Linked DNA regions of Sus scrofa: regions 1 and 3 are each linked to region 2. Evidence: chromatin contacts called from public Hi-C and promoter capture Hi-C data. All regions are on one chromosome and are shown on one strand. The core of a region is the stretch at or near the end of the contact, and the rest is flanking DNA. Distances in the headings are between cores, read along the strand shown.

Region 1 (4,217 bases), core at 5-2,504, 76 kb after region 2:
CCCACGCTGCCTGGACCCAGGCCGCGTCACAGGCTCCGATGCCTTGCTCTCACCCTGCTGCCTACGAGGCCGCCCTGCCTGTCTGCTTCCTCGTAAAACCGTTTTATTTGCTGTTTCCCTCCCATCCGTGTCCTCCTCACACCCAATATAAGGCATTCTGCTGCGCTCCAGCCGTGTTCCGGGCACCGTGCAAGGCCCCTGTCTAGTTCACCGTCTCGTTTAGTCCTCGCGTTAAACCCAGGGAATGGTGGATTGTGTTGCTCGCACGTCAAGTCAGCAGCTGGCGGAACTGGGGCACAGCAAGCCAGGTGGCGCTTTGCCCGGCCAGGTGGTGGTCACTCAGGCTTAGCCCAGGTGTCTGTCCCCTGACCCTCTCCCCTCCGCGCTGATGTCCTGCCCACAGGCCGGTGGCTGCTCGCAGATGCTCTGTTTTGAAATGTGCGTTTTGGACCGTCCTGGAATGAGGGTCCCGCAAAGAGGACCAGGAAGTCGTGTTCAGGAAGAGATGGTGGAGAAGGGAGTCTGGTGGCTGGGGAGGCGGAAGGGTGTGCTGAAGCCCAAAGACAGTTGCACAGCTTCGGGGGCCTTGCACGCCCAGCCAGGACGTGGCGGCGGCCCAGGAGCCCAGCCGACAGACACTGCTGGGATTGGAAATATGTTCCTGGTGGGAACAGAAGGGGCGAGGACAGAGTGCTCCGGGCCACAGGGGATGTGTCTGGTGTGGTTTTTGCTTCATTGACATGGTTGAAAATCATGCGTGCGCCGTGGATTTGGGCCCCATTCGTCGCTGCCGCCCCTTCCTCCTGCCCTTGCAAGTTTCGGCTCAGGCCCTGGAAGGCAGAGGCTGGGAGCCTGCACCGCCCACCCCCTCGGTGCCGGCCTGCCAGGGAGTCGGGAGGATGCAAGGCTGGGATCTGAGTGCTTTTTTTTTTTTTTCCGGAAAAGCCTGCTCAACTCAGACCCCTCAGGAACGCCTCAGGAACAAATGTTGACAGCAGGAAAATGGGGCCAGGGTTCTCTCAAATATGAAAAATGGGAACTAGGCATGCGAGGAAATGAAAACTGGGCCCCCACCCCAGCAGCAGCGTGGAGGGGAGCTGCCTGCCAGCACCCCCGCAAGCAGTTGACCTCTCTGAACCCCCATTTCCTCATCCGGGCAATGAGGTGGCAACCCCACCCCCATTCCCCTCCCCCTCCCCCGCTCCGAGTTGAGAGCTGTGCCAAGCCCTGGGGAAGCCCTGGCCCGCCTGGCAAGCTGTCTTCTTGCAGGAAGCTGCAGCCTAGGGGCCACTTCCCCACCACGGCTCAGCAGGTGGCCAGGAGGAGGGACAGCTTGGAGACGGTGCCCTGAGGTTCTGCCCAGGTGAACCTGTGGGGTGGGCGGCAGCCCAGCCAGGCCCACCATGTGGGGTATGGACCCCAGCCCCGTGTGCTTGGCCTGGAAAGGCCTGGAGACTCCTACGGAATGCCCCATCTCCCAAGTGGGCAGGGAGCTTGGGGGGTTCCATCCTGACCCACGGCAAGGCCACCCAGGCCAGTGTCGTCGGCTGGCTGGTGTCCTGTAGGGAGCAGCAGGGGCGTGGGACGTGGAGGGGGGAGTTGCCGGTGGCGGAGAAGTTCAGAGCTCCCAGCCTCAGGGCCTCTGTGGACCCCCAGCGGCCTGCGCGGCCTCCCCCGAGGAGCCCCGGCCCCCTTGAGGGTCCGAACACCCCCTCCATCCTCCTCCCCCTGCCTTGGCCCGGCCGCCCGTATAAAGTTTAAAGGTTTTAAATGCAAATATTTCTCTTTTATAGATGCCAGCTGTCTCCAGAGAGCGCGTTTCCTCGCTGCTCAACTTTATTGTCCAATTAGCTTCCCATATCTGGGTACTGGAGAGCCTGGGGGGCTGGTGGGGGCTGGAGGGGGAGGGGAGCGCGGGCTCCCGCGGGCGGCTCAGCGCTGGAAGCGGCCCCCACCCCCACCCCCCGCCGGGGTACTGTGTCTGGGGTGGGTTAGGGAGCTCAGGTCATGGGGGGGCGTCTCTCCCAAGGTTGGGGGGGCCCCCTTCCAATCCTGGGCTGCAGGGGGAGAGGCAGGAGCCGGGGCAGGGGCAGTTAGTGGGGATTCGTTTATTAAAAAAGAAAAATAAAAGCCGCCAGCCCGGCGCACCCCGGCTTCCTTTTAGCCCCTCTGGAGTGTCCCCCACCCCCTCCCCGCCCGCTTTCTCGCCGCGCGGCGGCTTCCCCATTCACGGGGCCCGGCGGCTCACAAAGCGAGGCAATTAGAATTGAAAATCTATGCAAAACAGCTGTTAACTGATTGTAAGGAGTGCAGCTGTGAGCTGGTGCAGCTTGGAAGCCGGCGCGGAAAGGGCAGGAAGTGTCGGGCTGCCCCGGGTTAAGAGGCAGACTCCTGCCACCTCGGCCGCCCGGGGTCGTCCGGGCCTTAACCCTTCCTGCGCCCTGGCGGTGATCCTGGCCACTGGAGAGGTCCCCGGGCCAGGCCTGGGCCTGCCCCCAGGTCCCCGCCACCCCCACCCCGGGTCTGGCCCCTCCCTAGGGGTGGGGTCTGGGGGAGAGGGCTGCCACGGAGTTCCCCCCCCCTTTTATGCCTTCTGCGGGGCTGCGGGAGAGGTGACCGCGCAGAGGCAGGCCTAGCAACCGGGGATGTGTCACAGAGTCCCCTTCCCCTCTGGGCACCTACTGTTTCTGGGCCCATTTACCCCCCCCAACTCCTGCCCTTTGCTTGCTAAGGATGCGCTTTCCTGGCCCCCACCCCTGAGGGTGGCAGTGTGAGGTGGCCTGGGAATCTGGATCTCACCCCCCGCCCCCGTCCCGCCAGTCTCCAAGGCCCGCTGCCCTGCGCATTACTGCCTAGCAGTGCCTGGAGAGATGAGTTCCAGAGGCGGGGACGGGAAAAGCCTCCTTGGAAGAGATAAGATTTAAGCCCGGCTTTGAAGAATGGAGAGGATTTCTGAGCCACTGATAGCCGGCTGCAGAGAGAAAGGGAGTCCGGAGTGTAAGTGATGGAGGTTTGGGGGCAGGGCAGGGCAGCAGGGGCTGGGGATGGAGGGGGCGGCTGGGCAGGCCCCTGCCGGGGGACTCTGCACTGGTAGCCTTGGGCCGGGTGGACCACTCGTGCAGAGGGACTGCCTAAAGCCCAGGATGCTGGACTTTGGGTGATGGGTCCCCCAACCCTCCTGGAACAGGGAATGGTTTACAGCCAGCTGGAGATGCCACACCTGCCCCTTCCCCCCACTCCTCAGCGCCCGGTCCATCTGCAGCAGCAGGTAGCTACTGAGAAATGGTGCCTGGTTCGGGGCCAACAGCCGGGGTCTGGATCAGGCTTGGATCGAATTTGTGTGCCCTAGGCAAGTTAATTAACCTTCTCGGGTCTCCTCACTGGAGGTCTGGAGGCTGCCTTGCAGGGCCCGAGGGGATTAAATGACAGGAGTTGAGCAGTCTCAGCACATGTTAGGTGTTGGGTAAATGGCACGGGAGCCCAGGTCCCTGGCGCTTGTCTGCCAATTCAGGTGCTGAATGGGGTGGCTGGGGTGATGGAAAAATGATGGTGACAGGCAGCCCTTCTGTGCAAGAGCAGCTGCTTAGGGTGGGGGATGTTATTAGACCATGAGCCCTGCTGATCCCAAGAGGACAAGGTATCAAGGGCCCATCACAGAGCAGGGGCTGGACCGGGGCTGGGACTCAGTGGAGGCAGGCGCAGGTAGTGCCTCTGAGACCGCTAGGTGGCGCCTCTGGGGCTCCGAGGAGCTTCACTTCGTCGCAGTGCAGCAAGAATTCAGCAAGAGACAAAGTGATAAGTGATCTGACCCTATCACCTCCACTCCCGGGAACCTCACCTGGCCCAGGTAGGTGCCCAGGTGGGGGTGCTGGTGGTGATGAGTAAGTAACCCACCTTCCTGTCTTTCCAGTTCCTTGCTGCCTTGAAGTGCCCCTCCTATCAGCACCTCCCCGCTCAGGCCTGGCATTTTCAGGTCTGTATCTGGGAAAGCTAGTGTGTTTGTTGAGTGACTAAATGCCCACCATTGCCAGCAGATCCTCTGTCAGTTATCTCAGGGGGTGAGTTTAAGGGGCTCCCGGGCCTGTTCCTTAAATGAGGGCTCTTGCACGCTTTTGTCCGTGCAGACTGCCCAGGTTCCAGGCTCCTGGAGGCGGGCTGGATTTTGCAAAGCCCCACCTGAGTAGGTGCTCAGAGCCAGGCAAGGGCCTTCTGATTTC
Region 2 (4,520 bases), core at 1,731-4,230:
AAGCCACTGCTCCCCCACCACCACCACCCGCCTGCCACCCTCCGCCTGGCTCTGCCCGCAGGCCTGCAGGGATCCCAGAGCAGAGGTCAGGACTGGTGAGTCAGAAGCTTGGCAGGGTGTGTGTGTGTGTGTGTGCGCGCGCACACGCACGCACCTGTGTGTGCGTTGTGCACTCGTGCTTGCGCACATGTGTGTATGCAGCATGCATCTGTGGGCACGTGTGTGTGCTGTGCGTTTGCACGTGTGTGGGTGCACACTTGTGTGTGCTGTGCACACATGTGTTTCCGTGTCCTTCGTGTTCACGGTGGGGCGGGAGGCGTGTGCACAGGCTCCGTCCTGGGGGAGCCCAGGAGCCCGCCCTCCGGCTCCCAGGGTGTCTCCCTGTGATGAATGAGCCTTGATGTTTCCCAAGCAGCATTCCAGCTTTCTGAAGTCATAGTTTCCATCTGCAGGCGCCGCCCCACCTCTGCTCCATCCCTGTCCCTGTCCCCAGGGGCCTGCCCTCCAGCCGGGAGTGCCCAGGGAGCCGGGGCCTCCTGGTCTCAGCCCTCGCACCCCCAGCCCCGCCGTCTTTCGGGCAGGCCTCCCGCGGGCGCCCTGCTGGACAGGGTTAAGTAGCGAGCTGGCGTTGCTGGGGAGAAACACAACTGCTCCTGCTAGCTCCGCGGCCTGGGTCACCCGAGAGGCGGCTGATGGGATCTGGCAGCAGGCAGGCGGGGGCGGGGGGGAGGGCAGCAGCCTCCAGAAGGCTGCTCTCAGCTCTCGCCTGTGTTTTCCCGGGGCTCGAGGCTGGTATTCTCCGTGTGTGGGGAGATTGCCTGAGCAGGCGGGGGCCTGGAAATGCCCCCACATTCCTCCAGGGTGCCGTGGGTCCGGCTGGGCAGGGCTGGGCTTCAAGCATCGCTCTGTGGTGGGGTCCCTCCCATCCCCCCCCAAAACGCCTATTTCTTCTGCCAAGAAGTTAAGCCAGCTGGCTGCCCAGCTAGTCCTGTGGCTGGTGGCCGCTCCCCCCGGACCTCTCCCCGGTCCAGTTTTCTCAACACTGGGCACATGGGATGGTGGGAAGCAGGGGCTGGACGCAGAGAAGAGGGGAGCAGGGGGCAGGCTCAGCACCCGGCCGCAGTAAGGCTGCGAAGAGAGGCCGTGGGGCTTCGAGCAGAGCGCCAGCCCTGAGGGCAGCCACCCCGCGGGCACTGCCCATCTATACCGGGGTCCCTGCCTGCTGCCAAACATCCTCAGTGCAAAATCAGTGGTCCCCGCGTGGGAGGGATCATTGCACGGGCACCTGGAAGCTCACTGGCCACAGATGCCTCCTCCTGGAGGGAGGAGTGGAGGCCCCGGGGCAGGGCAGCTAGGTGGTGTCCCGACTGCGGCACCGCGACCCCTTGGGACGTTGTGCTACCCATGACAAGAAGACAGCGCAGGCCCCACCCCTAGGAGTTGAGGGGGGTGATGGCTGGGAGGAGTCGAGCCTGCCTCGGGGCTGCTGGGCATCGCTCTGATGGTTAGAGATCCCCCCGGCTGTAAAACGCGGGCCGTGGACTGGGCGCTCGGAGGCCCCTGCCCCGTTTCTCTTCCTTGAGAAGCTGGCATGGTTTCCCGGGGGTCCCGCTCACCGCGGGTGGGGGTAGGGTGCCTCTTACTGCCTAAGGTTCCTGGCAGGTGGGGGACGGCCTCCGCCTTCCTTGGGGAGGGCAGGCTGGGACCAGCCGGGAAAGGCAGGGGTGGCCTGGGTCTGTCTCCTCGGGATCAGAGGGTCCTCCCTCGGGATGTGATGGGAGGAGATGGTGGCCTCCGAAGACACTGGCAGGGGCTGGGCACGCGCAGCCCTGGGTTCCAGCCCCGCCCCCCGTATGCCATCACATGCCCTGGCCCAGCCAGTTAGCCTCCCCACGCCCCGTTCCTCATCCGGCAAATGGGGCCACGGGGCTGGCAGTGACCCAGGAGCCCAGGCACGTGAGTGCTCCCAGAAGCCCCCAGAGTGACCGCCCGGTCACATGTCAGCATCCGTGATACTTGTCCTGGAGGCAGGGAAGCCCTCCGGACCCTGGCCCACCACCCAGGAGCTTCCCCTCCCGGCTCTGAGGTGGAACCTCTGCTTGGAGACAGAAGGCGGCTGGGAGCCCCAGACCCCGGCTCCCCGCGAGCCCTCCTTCCTGAAGCAGCCCCCTGGCCTCCAGCCCTGAGCAGCCTCTCCTCGCTCCTTGGCTTTTTTTTTTCCTCTTCTTTCTTTTTTTTTTTTTTTTTCTTTTTTTATCTTGCCAGCAGAGCATCTCCCAGCCGGTCATTCCATTTCATTTCTGGTCTTGGGAGAGTGACATTTACATATTAATATTTTCCGAGGGAGCCCTGCGCGCGCAGGAGCAAGTGTCTGCCTCGTGGCCTCACATAATGCGAGGGAGATAAAGCGCCCGGCTCGCCCATGAATAACGACAAATGAAAGCCGCGCGGCCGTGAAAGGCCTCACATCTGCCCTGTCAGCGTGTGGTACATCGGCTCAACAACTGATTTAGCGCCCGCTCTCTCGCAGGGTTTATCTCCACTTACAGAGGACGCGCTCTTTGTGAGGGGCCTGTCTCCCGGCTCTGCCTCCCTGTCACTTCCCGCCACCATCCCCAGCCCGGTGCCAGGGCCCAGCTCCCGCCCGCAGCCCCATCAGGGGCAGGGACCCGGAGCCAGCCTTATCTCTCCCCTGCAGGGCTGCCCGCCGTGGCCCCGCGGCCCCCGCTGCCCGGGCAGCTGTGCCTCCTGGTCCAGGGACGCTGCCCAGGCACATGCGCGCACGCAGGGGGCTGTGGGACGGACCGAGGGGGGCCGGTCTCTCGGGATGGGGGGGGTCTCTGGGTGCTGAGGATGCCCCCCTGTGTGGATGGGACAGGGCTGGCCGTCGTGGTGGTCACGGAAGGAGCCCTGGGGCATGGCCGGGAGACCCGGGCCACGTGGCCAGACTGCACCGCGTGCTCGGCTGAGTCATCGCCTTCGTTGGCTGTGAGGCAGGGCTCTGACGTCAGCACCTGACGCTGCGGAGGCGGGCAGGGGAGGAAGAAGCCCAGAGAGGGATGTGGCTTGGCCAAGGTCACACAGCTGGGAGCCCACATCAGGCTCCTGGGGAGAGCTCGGGGGCCACGTTCAGGCTCCGGCGGCTGCCCTGAGACTCAGTTTCCCCCACCGTAGAACGGGGCCGTCCGCCCCGCTGTGGGGGGGGGGGTTCAGAGCGCAGAGGACGACTCGGGTGTAGACAGAGCAGTTGGTGTGTGTGTTGAGGACACGTCGTCACTAATTCGAGGCCTGCCCCGCTGCTTGAGATCGCGCCTGGGCGGCCCTTGCCCGGCCCCCCCAGCTCTCTGGAGGGTCTCTCTCGCCCCATCTGTCTGTTGGTCTGTCCGTCAGCCTGGGCTTGGCAGAGAGACTGGCTGAGAGAGCTCTGCTCCAGGCCGGGGAGGGCTAGGGAAGGAGTCCAGAGTTTTCAGCCAGGCCTCCGGGATTAAGCCGATTGCCACAGAAAGGCTGACCCTGGGCTGAGCCTCTCCCTTGACCAGTGCCAGGCCTCCCACCCAGTGCCGTGCAGGCCTGCTTCCAGGGGTCCCAGGGCAGGAGCCGAGGGCGCGGGACAACTGGGCCAAGGCCTGGGAGTGGGTTTTCTGTCCACATCGAGAGACAGACTCTCAGGCTGTCCGGGCCTCACCTTCTCAGATGAGGCGCTGGAGCCCAAAGCGAATTTGTGACACAGCCGGGACCAGGTCCCAAGGCTCCTGCCTCTGGGCTCAGAGCTGTCCTCCCAGCCCAGCCCCCTGGGCACTGCGGCCATCTCTCCTGCCCAGTGCAGAAGCCTGCCCAGGGCTGGTCTGTGGGCGTCAGGAAGCCTGAGTTCCAGGCCCAGCTTCACCTGCTACAAACTAGCTCTGGGTGGGTTTGGGTCCTCTGTGGACCCCCGTTTCTTCTGTGCGTTCCTGTCCCCACACCCCTTGCTGCACTGGCGCCCTTCCCTTGCATCCAGCAGGCAGGAGGGGGTTTCCAGCCCCACCCCTGCAGGAGGTGCATGGGGGCTGGGGGGGCGCCTGGGGGGGGGCGGGGGGGCGCTTGAGGCACCCTCTGGCCTGTCTCAGTGTCCTCACCCTGTAAAGCCAGAGCACGCTGGCGCGCGGCCCGGTGGGTCTTGAAGGGTTTCCACATTCTGCTTTAAGATCCTCTGCTAATGAGGGCCCTGGCAATGCCAAGGGTTCCTGTGTCTGTGCGTGCCAGCGAGAGACTGGGCACCGCGCACAGAAGCGAGTGGCGCCTTCTAGCTGGTGGAAGTGGCGGGGGGAGCGGCCCCCCGGCCGCCTTCCTGTGGAGCCTCTGCAGGGCCTCCTCGAAATCCCCGGAGCCCTCGTGGGAAGAGGCGGTTGGAAGCCAGGCCGGGCATCGCCAGCCAGGCGGCCTCACGCTCTTTGAGCCTCCGTTTCCCCATCTGGAGCCGGGACCCCCTGAGCTGGGACTGGGGCAGGGGGCAGCGGTAAGGATGGAAATAGGCGGTCAGC
Region 3 (4,457 bases), core at 297-2,796, 93 kb before region 2:
ATATGCTTATGCTCAAAAATGTATTCATTGCTTAGGGCTGGGGGGCGAAATGGAAGTGACTGCTAACGGGTCCGGGGTTTCTTTCTGGAGTTGTGAAGATATTCTAAATGGATTGTGGCGACAGTGGCCCAGCTCTGTGCATACACTAGAAACTAGTGTCTCGGGCATGGTACGTGAATGATGCCTTAAGCCGTTATATTTGAAATCTTTTTCCTGGAATTCCCATCGTGGCTCAGAGGAAACGGATCTGACGGGTATCCATGAGGACGCAGGTTCGATCCCTGGCTTCGCTTAGTGGGTTAAGGATCTGGCATTGCCATGAGCTGTAGTGTAGGTCGCAGACGGGGCTCGGATCTGGTGTTGCTGTGGCTGTGGTGTCGGCCAGTGACTACAGCTCCAATTGGACCCCTAGCCTGTGACCTCTGTATGCCACAGGTGTGGCCCTAAATAGACAAAACAAAACAAAACAAAACAAAAACCATTTATTCCTTATTTATGTGAAATTTAAATTTCAGCTGTATCTTACTGGGCATTCTTGTGAGGGTGTAAGTTCTCTCACTGTCCCCAGTTCATAGACGGGAAAACTGAGGCCCAGCTAGAGAGCACAGCCAGGAGGTGGTGGAAGGGACTGGAAGCCAGGTGGTTGCCTCCTTACTGAAGGGTGACTGGGGCCTTGGTGGCTGACGCCAGCCAGGTCGGAGACCCTCCCACTGATGCCCCCCTGTCCACGCAGAGGCAGCGGAGCGTGTGTCTCTCTGAGCACCCGAATTCCCGCACAGCCGGGCCAGAGCCTGGGCTTCTCTCTGCTCCCCTCGAGCTGCCTCTTTGGGCTTGGCCTCCTCCTTCTGGCAGGACTGAAGGCTTGTCAGAGGCAGGAGGATCAGAGGGAAGGTCCAGGGAGCCGCTGCAGGCCGCCAGCCCCGGGCCCTGCAGGCATCGCTTCCAGCAGGCCCAGCGGAGGCGCTGCGGCTCCCTCCCGGAGACGCGGGTGGAAGGCTCTCGAGGGCACGTGTGAGCTTGGGCCACATCTGGGGGCCTCTGGCGGGACAGAGGAGAGACGGTGGTCTGCATGCTCTGGGGGCTCCAGGCCGAATGACCTGAAGTCTGTGATGTTGTCACCCCTTGGCTCCTGCCAGCAGTCACGCCTGACGTCGTTACGGCTCAGTCCCGCAGCACCCAGCACACAGTAGGCGCTTAATAAGTGCGACTGGCATTGACCCCACCTTGAAGCTGAAGGGCTATGAGGCAGCTGGGGGGATGTTTTGTTAACTTCACTGAGCAAAGATGACTCCTCAGGCTCAGAGGGCCACCTGTCACTGCCTGAGGCAGGCCTGGAACCTTCCAGAACAGTCTTCCTTCAGGCTGCTGGGACGTGCAGCCCCACAGGGGCCGTGGGACCCAAACCCATGAGATCGCAGCCGACTCCAGGGCTCCGATCTCTCTAGGACTTCCGGTCCAGAACCAAGCCGTCGTCCTGGCCTGCCTGGTGGCCGGGCCTGAGCCCGGGGTTTGTGGTCAGACCTCCCCCTCCCCCGGCAGGTGGGCCTCATGGCCGCCAGGGGGCAGCAGGGGCTCGGCCGCCACCCTGCCCTGCGGTCCTGACTCAGGCTCCAGGGATCTGTGGTCCCACGGAGGTGGGCTGCTGGCCTGCAGGCATCAGTGGGATGTGCCCCCTCCCCCCCGGGGGGGGCGCTCCCGCATCTACCTGGGAGTCAGGGAATCCATGAAATGCCATGTTCCTAGCGTCACGTGGACAGTCTGTTCCTGCCGGCTGCAGGCTCTGGGGCTGTGACTGTTGCTTCTGCTTTTCTCCCCAGGAGAGTGAGCGTTTGGCCATCAGGCTCAGGGAGCCGACTGTCAGGTGGTCCAGGAAGGTTCCCGCCCCGCCCTCAAGCATCAGTGAGGGGAGCAGCCGGCGAGGGGACGGCAGGAGAGGGAAGGAAAGAGGTCAGGGCCCGAGAAATTAAACGTTCATAAATGTAGGCCCGGCTCTCACAAAGTAGGGCAAAGCCATTAGCGCTCATTAAAATTTAATACCTGTCTGCGCTCCCGCGGCCCCGTTGGACACTGCTCTAATTTGATGGGTGTGGAGGGAGAATTCTCAAATAATGGTGGAGGTTGGGGACTTGCTCTTCTCATGTTAACACGAGGAAGCCCGTCCAGCTTTGAGCTTCACCTTCAAGCCGAGGATTTGGTGGGTCCTGGGGTCAGCGAGTCACCCGAGCCTGTTCCGTGCAGGGCGGCTGGTCTTGTCCTGAAGGGCTCTCCCTCCCTCCCCCCTGCAGCTCCCCGCCTGGCCTCGCCTGGCCTCGGCAGGTTCACGCCAAGCTTCCAGGCCCTGCCGGGAGCCAGGTGTGGGCTTCTCTGCAGGTCCCGGGGGGAGGCGGTGTTAGCTCATCTGTCTCCCTTGGAGTAGAAGACCCCCTTCCTCCCCCTCCTCACACCCAGTGCATCTCTTTTCCTGCAGCAAAATGGACCCGTGCCATCCCATTTCCCACTGCCTCTGACAAGCACATCTTCCCCGGGCACCGTGAATGCCCTCTGTGCCAGCCCCAGCTCCGCTGGCACATGGTTGCCAGGCTCCGCGTGGGCCCGGGCTGAGTGCTCTGGAAACTCAATAAGGCACAGGCTGGATGCATCCCTGGAAGTCTTCCTGGAGGAGGTGGTGCTTAAATCTGGGAATGCCGTGTGTGAGAATTAGACGGTGGAGGGAGGCAGCTGGGCATGCTCAGTGGGGGAGGGCGAGCTTGTAGGGAGGGTGGATGCTTGGGCATCTTGAAAAGCGAGGCTGGAGGTCGGGCCATGGCGAGGTGGGAGCTGAGCAGGCGAGAGGGCAAACTGGGGCAGCCTGCATGCCAGCCTGTGAGCATGGGCCTTGCCCTAGAGCCCTGGTCTGAGGAAGGAATGACCAGGCCCGGAAAAATCTAAGCCTGGGGCAGCCAGGGCCTCAGGGCTGTGTCGACCAGGGAGTGTGTTACAGTGGGAAGAGATTATTGTATCCCTACTGTGTGCCAGGCTCTTCCGCATGAGAGGGGCAGTGCCACGAGTCGCCCCATTTCACAGGTGGACAGACTGAGCCCAGCGTGGGGGCCGGGTCTGTCCAGGGGTGGAGCCGGAAGGCAGAGGGGCGTCTCGGAGCCTGCAGGCCTGGCTGTGGTGGACACAAGCTGGCACGTACGCCGGCCAGAGACACCTCCCAGTGGCCGGTGCCCAGCTCTGTGGCTCTGGCTTCGGGTCGGGCACCGTGCCCAGGCCTCACCGCAGTGGCTCGGAGCCTCCTTTCCCGCCAGGGCTCCCAGGGCTTTCCATCTTTGGACTCTCCCTTCATATGCGCGCCCTCCCTGCCCACGCTCCCCAGGGGCCTGCCCGGAGCAGCCCCTCAGTCAGCCTGCCAGCCTCCTCCCGGCTTCCTGCGGCCCCGCTGCCGCCCTGCCCTGGCCTCAGCCCTTTCCCAGCCCGCCCCGAGCAGAGCCAGCCCAGAATAGATCGGGCGAGAGAGGAAAACCGCAACCGCCCAGGCTCCGCAGACGGGAGGCTGCGGTGTCCTACGGGATGGGGGGTGGGGGCCACCCCAGACGGCGTTTGAGACCCCCGGCCCGGGGCCCCAAGGGCTGGCCGGCGGTCCCCAGGCTCCGTGTGTCTGCTGAGCTCCGAGGTGCTCAGGGTTCCCCACCCCACCCCCCAGCTTCCTTCCTCTAGAATGTTCTCTCAGATGTTAATAGGGCCGTGGAGAGCATCCTTGCAGACCCAGGCGGCCTGTTCCCAGCCTCAGGCTGCCCTGCTGGCTCACTCCTTGTCGCAAAACCCACTCAGATCCCATGAGAAGAAGGTGGGAGGGAAACCTCCCTGCAGCTGCCAGCCTCCCCCAGGCCCCTGGGCGATGAGGGAGGGGTGGCTAGAGCGGGGCCTCTTCCATGCCAGCTCGGGCAGTGGGGGGCCAGCGACTTGGGAGAGGGCGGGTGAACCTTGTTTTAAGAGACAGGAAATATTCGGCCACAGGCTCTCACGGAGGGAGACAGGTCCCGGCTTGAACTCCAGGATAGAGCCGATGCATAGCAACCAGGATGCAAAACACTCCCCACCCCCGGCACCCACTTTCAGGACGAGGTGGGAGGCGCCGCTGTCCTGGGTGCCTGGGCGAACTGGACGTGTGGGAGCCGCCCCGCCGGCCCCCTCCACTTCTGCGGTCTGCCAGCGCCTTCTGATGCCAAGCCGCTGCCAAAGGCGGGCTGCCCACCGCCAGGCGCCAGCGCAGGAAATCAGTTGGCCCAGGCCCCACGGCGCCTTCCTTTCCCCAACTTGGAAAGGGGGCGGCTCTGCGCGCTCCAGGGCATCCGGGCCACGTCCAAGGTCTCCCCGGGTCAGACTGAACGTCCAGGGGCCGCCGGAGCAGCACGGGGACCCCTTGGAAGTCACGGTCCTGCCGGGACGCGAACCAGGGGTGCGTCAGAAGAGGC

Evidence for each region. Promoter capture Hi-C pulls out the DNA fragments that hold promoters and counts their contacts. Hi-C and Micro-C count contacts between places; a contact is called where the count stands out from the background.
Region 1: a Hi-C map of retroperitoneal adipose tissue shows a contact between it and region 2, with 2.9 times the contacts expected there. The contact joins two enhancer-like sites. A contact is called at or near these places in 17 of 47 Hi-C or Micro-C datasets (alveolar macrophages, blood, brain and 9 more) and 2 of 2 datasets of contacts at active chromatin or transcription factors (alveolar macrophages and skeletal muscle).
Region 3: a contact with region 2 is called in a promoter capture Hi-C map of fetal liver, with 1.8 times the contacts expected there. The contact joins two enhancer-like sites. A contact is called at or near these places in 1 of 5 promoter capture datasets (fetal liver), 1 of 47 Hi-C or Micro-C datasets (alveolar macrophages) and 1 of 2 datasets of contacts at active chromatin or transcription factors (skeletal muscle).

Annotation. Positions count from the first base shown.
Region 1 is chr6:3,300,963-3,305,179 of Sscrofa11.1, reverse strand. The region is part of intron 2 of GSE1 (genetic suppressor element 1); the gene reads left to right. Among named protein-coding and RNA genes, the nearest start is that of GINS2, 84 kb to the right of the region's middle. Within about 2 kb of position 1,254, at least 10 of the 83 cell types and tissues checked have an H3K27ac peak or open chromatin away from gene starts, as enhancers often do. A contact at or near this core is called in retroperitoneal adipose tissue, where this site is marked.
Region 2 is chr6:3,378,796-3,383,315 of Sscrofa11.1, reverse strand. All of the region lies in intron 2 of GSE1 (genetic suppressor element 1), which reads left to right. Among named protein-coding and RNA genes, the nearest start is that of GINS2, 160 kb to the right of the region's middle. Within about 2 kb of position 2,980, at least 26 of the 83 cell types and tissues checked have an H3K27ac peak or open chromatin away from gene starts, as enhancers often do. A contact at or near this core is called in fetal liver and retroperitoneal adipose tissue, where this site is marked.
Region 3 is chr6:3,470,745-3,475,201 of Sscrofa11.1, reverse strand. The region is part of intron 2 of GSE1 (genetic suppressor element 1); the gene reads left to right. Among named protein-coding and RNA genes, the nearest start is that of GSE1, 180 kb to the left of the region's middle. Within about 2 kb of position 1,546, at least 20 of the 83 cell types and tissues checked have an H3K27ac peak or open chromatin away from gene starts, as enhancers often do. A contact at or near this core is called in fetal liver, where this site is marked.